Regions from separate parts of the Mus musculus genome. Here region 2 is linked to region 1. Evidence: chromatin contacts called from public promoter capture Hi-C data. All regions are on one chromosome and are shown on one strand. Each heading gives the region's core, a stretch centred on a gene start, on an enhancer-like site or on the middle of the called end of the contact. The rest is flanking DNA. Distances are from core to core; before and after follow the strand shown. Region 1 holds the start of Pck1 (phosphoenolpyruvate carboxykinase 1, cytosolic). Region 2 has its middle 41 kb from the start of Gm30143.

The links. Promoter capture Hi-C pulls out the DNA fragments that hold promoters and counts their contacts.
Region 2: a contact with region 1 is called in a promoter capture Hi-C map of liver, with 2.1 times the contacts expected there. The contact joins the enhancer-like site here to the promoter of Pck1 in region 1. A contact is called at or near these places in 3 of 39 promoter capture datasets (the 3T3-L1 cell line, the HPC-7 cell line and liver) and 1 of 9 other capture datasets (embryonic stem cells).

What each region holds. Positions count from the first base shown.
Region 1 is chr2:173,149,183-173,155,715 of GRCm38.p6, forward strand. It overlaps Pck1 (phosphoenolpyruvate carboxykinase 1, cytosolic), which reads left to right and starts at 3,891. Exons shown (of 10, transcript NM_011044.3): 1 at 3,891-3,989; 2 at 4,166-4,430; 3 at 4,753-4,934; 4 at 5,519-5,722; 5 at 5,995-6,182. The coding sequence starts at 4,207.
Region 2 is chr2:173,975,139-173,981,671 of GRCm38.p6, forward strand. No RefSeq gene overlaps it. Among named protein-coding and RNA genes, the nearest start is that of Gm30143, 41 kb to the right of the region's middle. Within about 2 kb of position 2,588, at least 58 of the 459 cell types and tissues checked have an H3K27ac peak or open chromatin away from gene starts, as enhancers often do. A contact at or near this core is called in liver, where this site is marked.

The sequences.
Region 1 (6,533 bases), core at 2,641-5,140:
TGGAGAAGACAATGACGATCGGAGAGGACCATGGGAAGCCCGCCTTTAGGAAGTTTGTTCTTCACAGGGCTGGGACCCAGAGGGCACTGGAGAGAGTGCAGTTAACAAATGGGACTTTAAATAGTTCTTTATCTTGTCACTCAAGGATACAACCGATGAGACTATCGTTGAGGTAACATGTAGAGTAGGTTCAGGAAGGAATCATGGAAGAAGACGGCTTTGATGGCTGTTCTTGGTTGTCACCCTTACTACACTAGGAATGGACTGCAATCCAGAAAGGGAGGGCACACCCGGGAGAGATGTTTTTGCTTGGTTTGAAGTGGGTGAATCCACTTCTAGTGTGGATCTTTGAGGTAGGAAGACACAAACCACAAACTCTTTTTGGTTTTTCTTTGTTTTGCTTTTCTGAGACACAGTTTCTTTGTATAGCCCTGGCTGTCCTGAAACTGGCTTTGTATAACCAACTGGCCCTAACTCACAGAGGCTCTGCCTGCCTCTGCCTCCTGAGCGTTGGGAGACACACATCTTATTCCAGATCTTGAAGCAGGAATTCACACCTTTAATCTGGGCCACACCTTGTGCTGGAAGTCTATAGAGGGACACGGAAGAAGGAAGCTTTTGCTCTCTGCCTGATGCCCTCCCGATGCCAACACATCCATTCCTTCACTGACATTAGCACCTAATTCTTCAGGATTCCAGCATACACAGAGGATCAGCAGAGACAGTCAGCCTTGTGGGCCGAGCAACTACTGGATTCTTGGACTTTTCATTCACAGCCAGACATTGTTGCATTAGCTGGACTGCAGCCTGTAAATCATTCCAAAGAGTCTCTCTCTCTCTCTCTCTCTCTCTCTCTCTTTCTCTCTCTCTCTCTGTGTGTCTCTCTCTCTGCCTCTCTCTCTATATATATAAATATATGTGTGTGTATGTGTATGTGAAACCATACATATACACATATACATACATAAAACATATTCATATATTAACACACACATATATAACACAAACAGATAGATGATAGATAGATAGATAGATAGATAGATGATAGATAGATAGATAGATAGATAGATAGATAGATAGATAGATGATAGATAGATGATAGGTAGATAGATAGGTAGATAGATAGATGATAGATAGATAGATGATAGATAGATAGATAGGTAGATAGATAGATAGGTAGATAGATAGATAGATAGATAGATAGATAGATAGATGATAGATAGATAGGTAGATAGAAAGGTAGATAGATAGATAGATGATAGATAGATAGATGATAGATAGATAGATAGATAGATAGATAGATAGATAGATGATAGATAGATGATAGATGATAGATAGATAGATAGATAGATAGATAGATAGATAGATAGATAGATAGATAGATAGATAGATGATAGATAGATGATAGATAGATAGATAGATAGATAGATAGATAGATAGATAGATAGACAGACAGACCATATGTTCTGATACTCTAGAGAACCTTGACTAATACAGCAGTATAATTTTGAGTCTGTTTCTGAGTGTCTGGCCTTCCTCTCTTCCTCTTTAAAGCAGCTTTACATCTGGAAGCAACTGTTTACAGACTTGACAGAAAGCCACTTTGACTTAAGGGAACATGAGTCTAAGGAACCCCTGAGAGTCTAGGGGGCCTCCATATGTCTGTGTGAGAAACCACATGGGAAACTCCCACCCTGTGGGAACCCATGGCCCTCTGCCTGTCCTGTACAAGCACTGAACGTCACATAAGGTGGGCTGGGCACTCTCTGGGACGCCCCCAGCAGGGCAGCTGGCAACCAACACCCAGCAGTCCCTTTGAGACTTCTTCAAGATGAAGCAGTAGGAAGATGCCGTGGCTCACAGTGCCTCCCTGGGAAGGGGACAGAGGGCTGCCCAGTGAGGCCTCTTGCGGGCAAGAAATCACCAAAGACAAGGGAAGACCGGACCTCAAGATGTCCTCAGTTAGGGGTGAGGACACGCTAGCCAGCTTTGCCTGACTGTCCTCAGAATCCTGCTGTATGTCTCAGTTCTCCTAGAGGATCATGGACCCCCAGGTCATTTTGAAACCCAGTTTTGACAAGATCCAGCATAGTGTATGTGGGGATTTGGACTAATTGGAAGGTCGTGGGGACCCCTGCTCCTCCACCATCATTGGGCTACTATATCCCTCCCAGGAGGCCCACAGCAGAGGTACCTTGGATGTATGTAGAGTGATTAAAACTCCAGCTGAATTAATAGTCTCTCCTTTTTTTTTCCCAACTTAACCTTCCAGGGTTAAGTTGAAACAAACGGCAGTTTTAGCAGTGGAGTGGAGACTGGCCAAGACTCTCAGAGGAAGTGTGCACTGGAAAGGCTGGTTTAGCCCGTGCCTGATATGGAGACACTGAGCAGGACACTCTGGCTGGGTTGACAGCCTATAGTTTACATAGGGTGAGGCCACCCTTCATGAGCAGTCTCAGTGACCTGAAGAGGAAGCCACTTCTTCTGTACCGACACGGAAGGTCCAGTGGACGGACCCCCAGAATGCTGGCAGTTGGGGTGCAGGAGGCAGTAGCTCTTCACACAGCTTTGCAGAGTGAGTCAAGCCCCCATAGTTCAGGCCAAAAGCACTCTGTTTGGGATGGCTCTCACAGTGCCTCAAATCTGACACAAGTCTTAGTAAGCAGAGTCACAAAGTTGCCTGTCACCATCCTCCTGCCTACAGGGAAGTGGGCCATGTCTCTGCCCCTTACTCTGAGGCCAGCTGTGGGAGCCGGGCCTGCCCATGGGCTCTCTCCCATTGACTTCTCACTCACTTCTGAACTCCGACAAGCAAGCTCTCAGCTCGCTCAATTGGCATGAAGGTCTGTGGCTCGCAGAGAAGTCTTTACAACTGTGGTAAAGGTCTTGTTGCTCAAGTGCCACCCAGCAGCACGGCCAAGCCCCCTCCCCTCCTTTCTCCAGACACTTGGGCATTCAAGACGATTCCAGGCAGCTCCAAGGGTGATGGTGTCTAACGCAGAACTTCTTGAAGAAGACACTGAAGGGTCTACAACAGACAGCAGTCCTCCCAAGGGACCCCACAGTCCTCTGTAGCCCAGCCTGCCTGATGCATACTCTTCTGGCTCTCGCCAGCCGGCTGGGACCTGTTTAGTGACCTTTCTGCCTCAGTTTCCTGGTCTGTACCCGGGATCATCAGAGTTCCATTTCAAGAGGTAGTAATGAATGATATGACAGAAAACATTTAGAGCAGGGGTCAGTATGTACGTATGAGTGATTACTGTGAGTCAGGTATTGTCCTGTCAGAACAAAGCTTACAGCCACTCCTAATCTCTGCAGTGTTCATCTTGGGATGGCCAGAGAATCCACCACACACCTAGTGAGGTAACACACCCCAGCTAACTCAGCAGGTACAGACATTATCTAGAAGTCTCATGGCTCAGAGCTGAATTTCCTTCTCATGACCTTTGGCCGTGGGAGTGACACCTCACAGCTGTGGTGTTTTGACAACCAGCAGCCACCGGCACACAAAATGTGCAGCCAGCAACATATGAAGTCCAAGAGGCGTCTCGGCTAGGCCTGCCCTTGACCCCCACCTGACAATTAAGGCAAGAGCCTGCAGTTTGCATCAGCAACAGGCAGGGTCAAAGTTTAGTCAATCAAATGTTGTGTAAGGACTCACTATGGCTGATAGAGGGGCCTGAGGCCTCCCAACATTCATTAACAACCACAAGTTCAATCATTATCTCCCTGGAGTTTATTGTGTTAAGTCAGTTCCAAACCGTGCTGACCATGGCTATGATCCAAAGGCCTGCCCCTTACGTCAGAGGCGAGCCTCCGGGTCCAGCTGAGGGGCAGGGCTGTCCTCCCTTCTATATAGTATTTAAAGCAAGGAGGGCGGGCTACCAAGCACAGTTGGCCTTCCCTCTGGGAACACACCCTCGGTCAACAGGGGAAATCCGGCAAGGCGCTCAGCGATCTCTGATCCAGACCTTCCAAAAGGAAGAAAGGTAGGCAGGGTCATTTCATTCACCTCTCCAAAAATACAATGAGGGGCCCACTCATGTTCTTTACCCTGACAGCCATGGCTCCCTAGCCACTTGCAACCCATGCAAAGTCTACGGAAGGACCGAGAAGGGGCCCATGGGTGCTCCATGGTGTTCATGAGTCCCTTTTTCTGTTTCAGGTGGCACCAGAGTTCCTGCCTCTCTCCACACCATTGCAATTATGCCTCCTCAGCTGCATAACGGTCTGGACTTCTCTGCCAAGGTCATCCAGGGCAGCCTCGACAGCCTGCCCCAGGCAGTGAGGAAGTTCGTGGAAGGCAATGCTCAGCTGTGCCAGCCGGAGTATATCCACATCTGCGATGGCTCCGAGGAGGAGTACGGGCAGTTGCTGGCCCACATGCAGGAGGAGGGTGTCATCCGCAAGCTGAAGAAATATGACAACTGGTGAGTCCCCTCAGCCCTAACTCTCTGGCCCACAGCCTCCCTAACTCTATCTTCTTAGCGTTTGGAGAATGAAGACCTTGCCGTAGCAAACACCTGAGAAGCTTAAGAGATGCCCTGTGAGGTTAGCATAGCCAGCCACTAGATTCTGGATAACTATACAAAGCAACTCCTTTCCCCAGGGCCAGGTCACAGTCTAGCTAATGTCCACCTGGTCAAGCTCCTGTTGTCCTTGTTTCCCGCAAGGCTTGGAAGGACCTGGCGTGGGCAAGAGAGGTACATCCCCGAGGATACCTTGCTGAAGGAGTCCCTGTGACTTTTTCAGTTGGCTGGCTCTCACTGACCCTCGAGATGTGGCCAGGATCGAAAGCAAGACAGTCATCATCACCCAAGAGCAGAGAGACACAGTGCCCATCCCCAAAACTGGCCTCAGCCAGCTGGGCCGCTGGATGTCGGAAGAGGACTTTGAGAAAGCATTCAACGCCAGGTTCCCAGGGTGCATGAAAGGTGGGTGAGACCAGACCCCAGGCCTGACAGTGTGCTGTGTACATAGTTCATGTTCCTAATGGCGACCTGAGCTGCAAAGCGTGGCCCACGTGTGAAGTGCACTGTCTGGTTCTGTTTCATGGGTGGTGACACACAGGAATATTAAAATGTTCTCTGCAAGTCCTGGTGGCTCAGGCCTGTCAGCCCAGACACGGAAGCCGAGGCAGGAGCATTCCAAGTTTCTGCCAGCCTGAGCAATTTACACTTGGTCTCAAAAGAAAAACTCAAAAGGTAGCTGTAGCTATGGTTCCGTGGTAGAGTGTTTGCCTAGAATTTCCAAGGCCCTGGGTTCAATCCTTAATAGACAAAATAGAAAATACATAAAATGCTTCCCACCCATGTGGATGTTAAGCTGCCAAACAGGAGGGTTATGAAAAGTTTAATTTCAGCACTTTGCAGTTTCCGACGGCCTCCTAGACCAGAGGTTCGTGGCCAAAAGGCATGATGTGGAAGACACGGCTGTGGGTACCATTAGGAGGAGGAGCCGAGGATGCTCAGTGGGCCTCCGTGACTTCTTACCTATTTCTGCCCACCCGCCTCTGCAGGCCGCACCATGTATGTCATCCCATTCAGCATGGGGCCACTGGGCTCGCCGCTGGCCAAGATTGGTATTGAACTGACAGACTCGCCCTATGTGGTGGCCAGCATGCGGATCATGACTCGGATGGGCATATCTGTGCTGGAGGCCCTGGGAGATGGGGAGTTCATCAAGTGCCTGCACTCTGTGGGGTGCCCTCTCCCCTTAAAAAGTAAGTACATTCTTTCCAGATCGAAGGTGGAGGGAGAAGTTGGGGAAGGGTTCAGCGGGTGGGGTGCTCTCCTGGCGTGCATGAGGCCCTGAGTTTGATCCCAGACACCAAATAAACTGAACATGCTGGGTCAGGCCTACCACCCCAGCACGCAGGAGTCAGGAGAACCAGAAGTTTCAGGTCCTTCTCAGCTCCGTAGCTGGTTCGAGGCCAGCCTGGAGACTTGGGCAGGGATGTGCACCACAAGCTCACTGTGGCTTGCTTGTTTGCAGAGCCTTTGGTCAACAACTGGGCCTGCAACCCTGAGCTGACCCTGATCGCCCACCTCCCGGACCGCAGAGAGATCATCTCCTTTGGAAGCGGATATGGTGGGAACTCACTACTCGGGAAGAAATGCTTTGCGTTGCGGATCGCCAGCCGTCTGGCTAAGGAGGAAGGGTGGCTGGCGGAGCATATGCTGGTATGTGGTCAGGGAACCCTGGGAGGAAATTTGGAGGGCCTGGGGTGGCATAGGTGAGCTATGTCAAGGTTCCCCAACATCTGGGGACTTGAGGGCAGAGTGGAGCAATACCAAGTTGACTCTAAGTACCCCAGCGTTTGTCTCTTTGAAAGGGACTCAGACACACTGGGGCTGCAGTGACCCTGGGGGATTTTATTCTTTGGTACCCCATTAGTTTATCCTGATGCGTGAGGGATGGATCATGGCGATCTGCCTTTGGGAAGACCCTACGCGCTTTCCCAGACCTTTGCTGCAGGAAGGAACACAGATCTTCCTTTCTTAGACAACAGCACCGAACTCAACCCCCTCCCC
Region 2 (6,533 bases), core at 1,338-3,837, 820 kb after region 1:
CTTTCTCAACACTCTTCACGGGCAGAAGGAATAAGGAGAATGCTAGGTTTGGTGTTTATTGGCACTTATTATTTTGTGTTTTGAGAGTGCTGGAGGATTGAACTTAGGGCCTTATGTATACTAGGCAAGCTCTCTACCACTGAGCTATGACTCTAGCTAGCACTGTGGGCATTTATTGATAGAATTGAGAGTGATTGTCAGAAATGGAGCCCTTTCATATCACTTCCTCTTACACCTGTTTAAGAGGTATTGGCTGAAGCAAGCTTTACAGGGGCAATCTGGCCTTCTAGGTCGAGTCCTTTGTGTGTACGTGGTGGTACACACAAAGCATACTTGTTCATGTATGTACTGCTATGCATTTGTGTGCATGTGTGTGTATAATGACAGAGGTGGGTATCTTTCTCAGTTGTTTTGTTTTGTTTTGTTTTGTTTTGTTTGAGACAGGACCTCTCACTGAACTTGTGAGGCTAGGTTGGCTGGTCAGTCAGCTCTAGGCATCTACCTGTCTCCACTTCCCCAGCACTGGGGTTACAGGTATACAAACTGTACCCAGCTTTTTATGCAGGTTCTAGGGATCCAAACTCAGGTCTGAACACTTGTATAGAATTCTGCCAACTAGGCCAGCTCCCCAGCTTGTGACTAAGTTCCTCCAGCAAAAGTAGAATGGGGGTTGTAGGGGCTTGGGGCACCCCGACTTCATAATGAATCACCTTGTGGATGTTTTATCATGTAGTCTGCTCGTTAGTGTGAGCCTTGGCTGTGGTCTCTATAGATGAGGCTCCCCTCTCCAAGATCATCATGATGGGGTGCATGCTAAGGGCTGTTAAGGCTCTTTCAATCCCAACACTCTCAGAACACTTGCCTTGTGGTCAGACAAGGGAGGGGAGCAGCTTGGAGTTGGCCTTTTGTCTACTTTTGACCTTTTATGTCTAGGTGACTACTTATATACTGAATGGGCCCCAAATTCCAACCTAGATACAACCTGGATACCCTGGGGACAGTAGTTTGCTCATCAAGGTCAACCTTCTTCTCTCTCCTTCAGATGGAGACCACCCCCCAACCAGGGAAGAAAAAAAATGAAAGCCTGCCTGGGCTAAATGAGTTTTTGTAAAGACACCATTCCGTGGAGAGTGAATTCCCAGGGTGGGTCCAGCATTGCAGATGTGATAAAAACAGGAATCTCTCTGTTAGGAGTGGGTGGGTGGTGCAGAAGTTGGATCACCACAAGGCCAGCCATTCTCTACCACGGCAATGCTGGCCACAGACCTGCTCTGGCTGGTTGTTCATTAACTTCATAGAGGGCTTTTCCCTGGTATGCGAGGGCAGCCTCTGACCCAGATAAAGTCTCTACTAACAGTGTGACCTTTACAGAGTGGCAGGGCTGTGTCCCCTCTGGGTCTCTGAAATAATAAATCATCTAGGGCTGGTGAGAGAGGCCACACGAGGAGTCAGACAGAGGACAAAGGGGAGGGGGTGCTAAATCTAAATTCTAGGGGGTTAGGTTTTTTTCAATTTTATTTTTGCTTTTGCAGTGGTTTTCTTAAAACATAATTATAATCTAATGGCTCAAACGCCAACACCTGGAGTTCTACTGTCTCAATCCCTATCTGTCTCATTTAGAAGAAGCAGGATGCTAAGCAGGACTGTTGTTTCCCATCCAGGGGCAGACAGCAAGGCTGCAAGGGGCAGGGAGGAAGGGTGGAAGTGCATCCATCCTGGCTGCTGGAGCCTCATCAGATGATACCTCCCCCACCCCAGGAGAGGGCCATCCATCAAATCCCCCTGCCCTAGCCTTACCAAAAAAAAAAAAAAAAGGACTCCCAAGCCTACAGAGGTTTGGGCATGAGAGGTTCCCCCAAAAGAAGTTGAATGTGACAATTTGTTGTTGTTGTTGTTGTTGTTGTTGTTTGTTTTTATTTCGGTGCCAGGCTAAAATATAAATTCTAGGCCAAGAGTTTGAGATTATTGTGATTTTGTTGTTGTTGATGCTCTGAAGGTAGTTTTTTAGGATCAGAATCTCGGTGCATGGAGGGACTGTAAAAGACTGAGAGGTGCCCAGGGTCTCCGTTCTCAATAGCTCTTTGTAAATGTTCCTTGCTACGGGTTTAGGAGCTCTATCTTATTTTAAAAATTTAAAGCCATTTTCAGAGCCTCAAGGCAGCAGTTGGAAATTCCCTCCCTCCTACTTTTCTTTTCTCCCTCCCTTCCCCTCCCTCCCCCTTACTTCCATTTGTTACTGGGGCTAGAATGCAAGGTCTCTCACTCAGCCAAAGATCTACAGCCCGAGCCCTGTGGGCCCTGTTGCTTTTGATGTTGAGACTAGGCTAAGTTGCCTGGGCTGTTCCTAATCACACCCGTAGCCTGGACAGGCCCTGAAATTGGAATCTTCCTGAATAAAGAGAGCCCGGCACCACCAGTTTCCTACCCTGCCAGACCCTTACATCTGAAAATCCTAAATTCGTCCACATTCCTGAGTTGATAAACAGAGAAAAATTGAACTCAACAAAAGTGGAATGGGTAGAAACTCCCCTAGACTATATCCTCTCTGGCACCGGGAGAAACAACCTGGGCATTTTCTTCCAGTGTGTTAGATCATACAACCTGTCCAAGAAGAGGAAAAACAGCCTGCTGCCCTCTGGGGTGTGATTAATCCCTATTTGTTAATTTTTAACTTTTAGCTTTCTTTTTTACCACCTAAGCTTATACTTTTTTGCCTTGAAGGCCCAAAGGCCGACAGAGGGGCTCTAAGGTGTTTTGCAAACACTTAAAACGAACAAAACCTCCAGTTTCAGGGCTCACCTTCCCCACTGTGAGGTTAGGCATGAGAGCTCCGGGGATTAAAGAATAGCGACAGTGTCCTGAGGATTGCACGGCCGCTGCCTTCAGACCAAGGGCCCACAGAGTTTTAATGGCCAGATCCTTATCTAGCCAGAACTCATTTTGATGTGCATTTTACAAGCCACTGGTCAAGATATAAAAGTAGTTTAAGCCCCGAAAAAAAATTACTGAGGGCAGGCATCGAACAGTTTGTAAATCCATAGGATTTTATGCCTTAGGGAGTGCAAATCCTTCTCTTTAGATAATGTAAATTGGGCAGAAGTCATAAATAGGGAAATAAATACCATCACGATCCAGCTCCCAGCATAGGAAGCTACTGCCACTGAGGGTTGTCACTAAGCTCAGCAGCAGGGCCTGCAGAGCCAGGTGTTCTCTGGGGTCAGCCATTTTGTTCTTACTGGTTTAATAACCGTCCTCACTCCGCATCTTCACTGAGAGCTTGCGAGGAGGCCGCAGCCACCTCCATTCCCAGAAAACTCATTTTGGGGGTGCCTGCATTTGGACAACGGCTGCTTCATTTTCCGATCTCTGGCTGGGGCTGGAACGTGGGTGCTCTGTGATTGCATTACTTATTTCATACGTTTTCCTTGGAATGTCTACCTGTGGCCACTGCCCTGCTTTGGCGGCCTCTTGATTTATGGTGGCTATAAACATTCCAAAGTACACACGTCAGTTAAATAATACCATAACATTATACAGTTACAATTTTGTTATAAATGTGCCGACAGAGCAGGAAAAAAAGGCAGTTTCTATGCTTCTTCCCACCCCACATTCCTTCCTGCTTCCTTCACTGTGATGATCTTGGAAGCCACCAGCTCTGTGAAATTAGGGCAGACATCTAGGGTTCAGATATGGAGTGGTCTAACCACCTCCCAGCCCTACCCTCCTGAAATGGTCCTGTGTTCTTCAGCATTGGTGTGTCCTGATACAACACATACCTCTTTAAGGGCTAATGAGATGGCTCAGTGGGTAAAGGCTCTTGCAAAAATGCACAAACCTGGAGGTGTAAGTATGGCCTGTGGAACCAGTGGAAAGGGAGGACTGAGTTCAGGGAGTTGTTCCCTAACCCCCACGAGTATGCCATAGCACACATGAACATGCATATGGACACACACCTGTATGCATGCATGAATGCACACACATACATGCATTCACACACATACACAAAGGATACTGAAAGAGGGAAGGAAGAAAACCTGCCTGTGGACCCAGGGATTTGGAGAGATTGTTATTCAGTCAGAAAACCCATCTTAGCACTCCATAGACGACTGTCAGGAAGAGAGTCCACACAGGTCTCTTCACAGAAAACACTAGAACATACAGAAGCTATAATTGGTACTGACCAGAATAGAAAAACAAAAAACAAACAACAACAACAACAACAAAAAAAAACCCAAAAACCCACCGGTGAGTGTGCCTCAGGGGCAGCAGGGAAACCTTCCACAAAGGAGCAGTTGGACAAAATGTAGCTCACTGGGCCTTTTATTTGGAGGTTATTCTTCCTATAGGTCCAGTTCATCCTGCAGTTCCAGCTTAGCAAATAGGGACACGGACAGTCCTGAATGCTTGCCGCTTGAATCTGAACTGGGCTGCAGTGCTGCGGAACCAGTGTTGGTTAGTTGGTTGCAGGGTCTAGTCAGGCTTTGGGTCTGGTGGTCAAGAGGCCATGGTCTTTTTTCACAGGATCATGAAGGATGCTTACTAAATGCATCTCATTTGGGGTAAAGCTCCTGTGAGGGACTCACAGCCTTTTCAGACTCCCACTCACTGTCTTCCCTGTATACCACAACTCGAGAATGTTTGAATTTGATACTTGGCGATTCCAAAGCTACCTATTTCTGCCATCCCAGCGTATAGAAAAGTACAGGCAGAAGAACTAGGAGTTCCAGCCTAGGCTAAAACAACTGTGTGAGGTCAGAAAGTTATCCCTAGAAGCCAAAAAGCTCAGCTTCTTGCATGCAGATCCCAGCTTCACACCTTGTGTATTTCCCTTGAGCCATGGGCAGAAGCCAGGAAACAAGAAGGGGGCCTTTGAGGGAGGGGGAGAGTAACCCAAAGGAAGGGGGCTTGAAGGGTCACATGGAGGTCTACTGACTCACAAAAGAGCCCCAAACACTAATAATCAGAGGGTTAGTAGAACAGATAGGAGTTGAAAGAAGGGAGGCTATGGAGATTTAAGCGATATGCATGGGAGGTGGGGCGGTCCGTGGGAGTGGGTTAACCAAAACCAGAGTTGTATACAAAAGCCCTAGAGAAGCTCAGGAATTACTACGGTAACTTCAAAACCACAGCTTAGCAAAGGGAAACGGAATTCACGTGGAATCACCCCAGAGGGGTGGACAATATCATTCGCAGACAACTTGGGTTATTAAACGAAAGTCTCAGTAGAAGGGACCCCTTCCTGGGTCAGGAAGGTCACAGAAGATGGCAGAACAAGACCGGCTATGCAGTTGCCCTTTGCCATCCACTTAATTACGTGATAAAACCCTGTAGACACCACACACGTTGTCTGTAAGACATAGAGAGCTCACACTGCTGGAGAAATGGCTTAGTGGTTAACATTATTGATTTTTTTCCCCCCAGAGGACCTGGGTTGGATTCCCAGCACCTGCATGATGCCTCGCTTCCATCTCCAGATCCAGGAGGTACAGTATCTGTCACCACACTAGAGGCAGTGGGACCTGTGAGAGCGGAGCCGATGAATGACACAGACTCAAGTCTCAGGGAACAACCAACTTCCATTTAGAGCATCGAACAGACAATTTATACTCTGAGGGTCACCTGAGTAAAGGCGACATAGGTCCAGGCTGTAAACATTCTGAATAACAAAAACAAGAATCAGTGGGTAAATTGGAGCAACCCATTCCTACCTACCACATGCAAGAGGGCAGAAAAACACATTCTGAGAGCAATCCTATGTTTTGAAGAAACTGTGGTCAGACTTTTCTCACAAGCATTGAGAATGCTGGACCTGTGTGCTACAATATCGACCTGCTATGTAAGATGAGCCCACAAGGCAGGGTCAGTGGAATGAGCACTGTGGGGTAACTGACCAATTTCAGACGGGATTTAAGGCCTGTTCTACAGGAGGCGATATCAGGTCTGGTATTTCATAGTCAAAGCCCTTGACTGGGGAGGTCAAAGGCCTAGGGAGGAACGCGCTGTTGTTATCTTATGTCAAATTATGTCTCTAAATATTTATGACATACCAATACCCTTGAGCTGTTCTCAACAAGCCAGAAAAGCAGTTGGTGACAGCCGACGGAGAGAAGCAGAACAAGAGACTCGGCTCTTAGCCCATGTTGGGACATCACTATGAAGCTCAGCGAACTTTGAGGGAAGAGAGATAAAAAAGAAAGCAAAAGCCAGAAAATGGAGAGGGGTCCTGTGACTCAGTAACCTCTGGACTCCGTCTGGTGTGGCCATCATAAATGCAATACAGCTGCTTACCAGAGCATGATCTGCAGAAGACCAAGCCAGACCAAGCCAGCCACGGCATCAGTGTAAGGTGAATATGGTCAGGTCCTTAGATGGTTTGTATAGGCTCAGCTCAGGGAGTGGCACTATTAGAAGGTGTGGCCTTGTTGGAATAGGTGTGTCACTGTGGGCATGGGCTTTAATACCCTTGTCCTAGCTGCCTGGAAGCCAGTATTCTGCTAGCAGCCTTGAGATGAAGATGTAGAACTCTCAGCTCC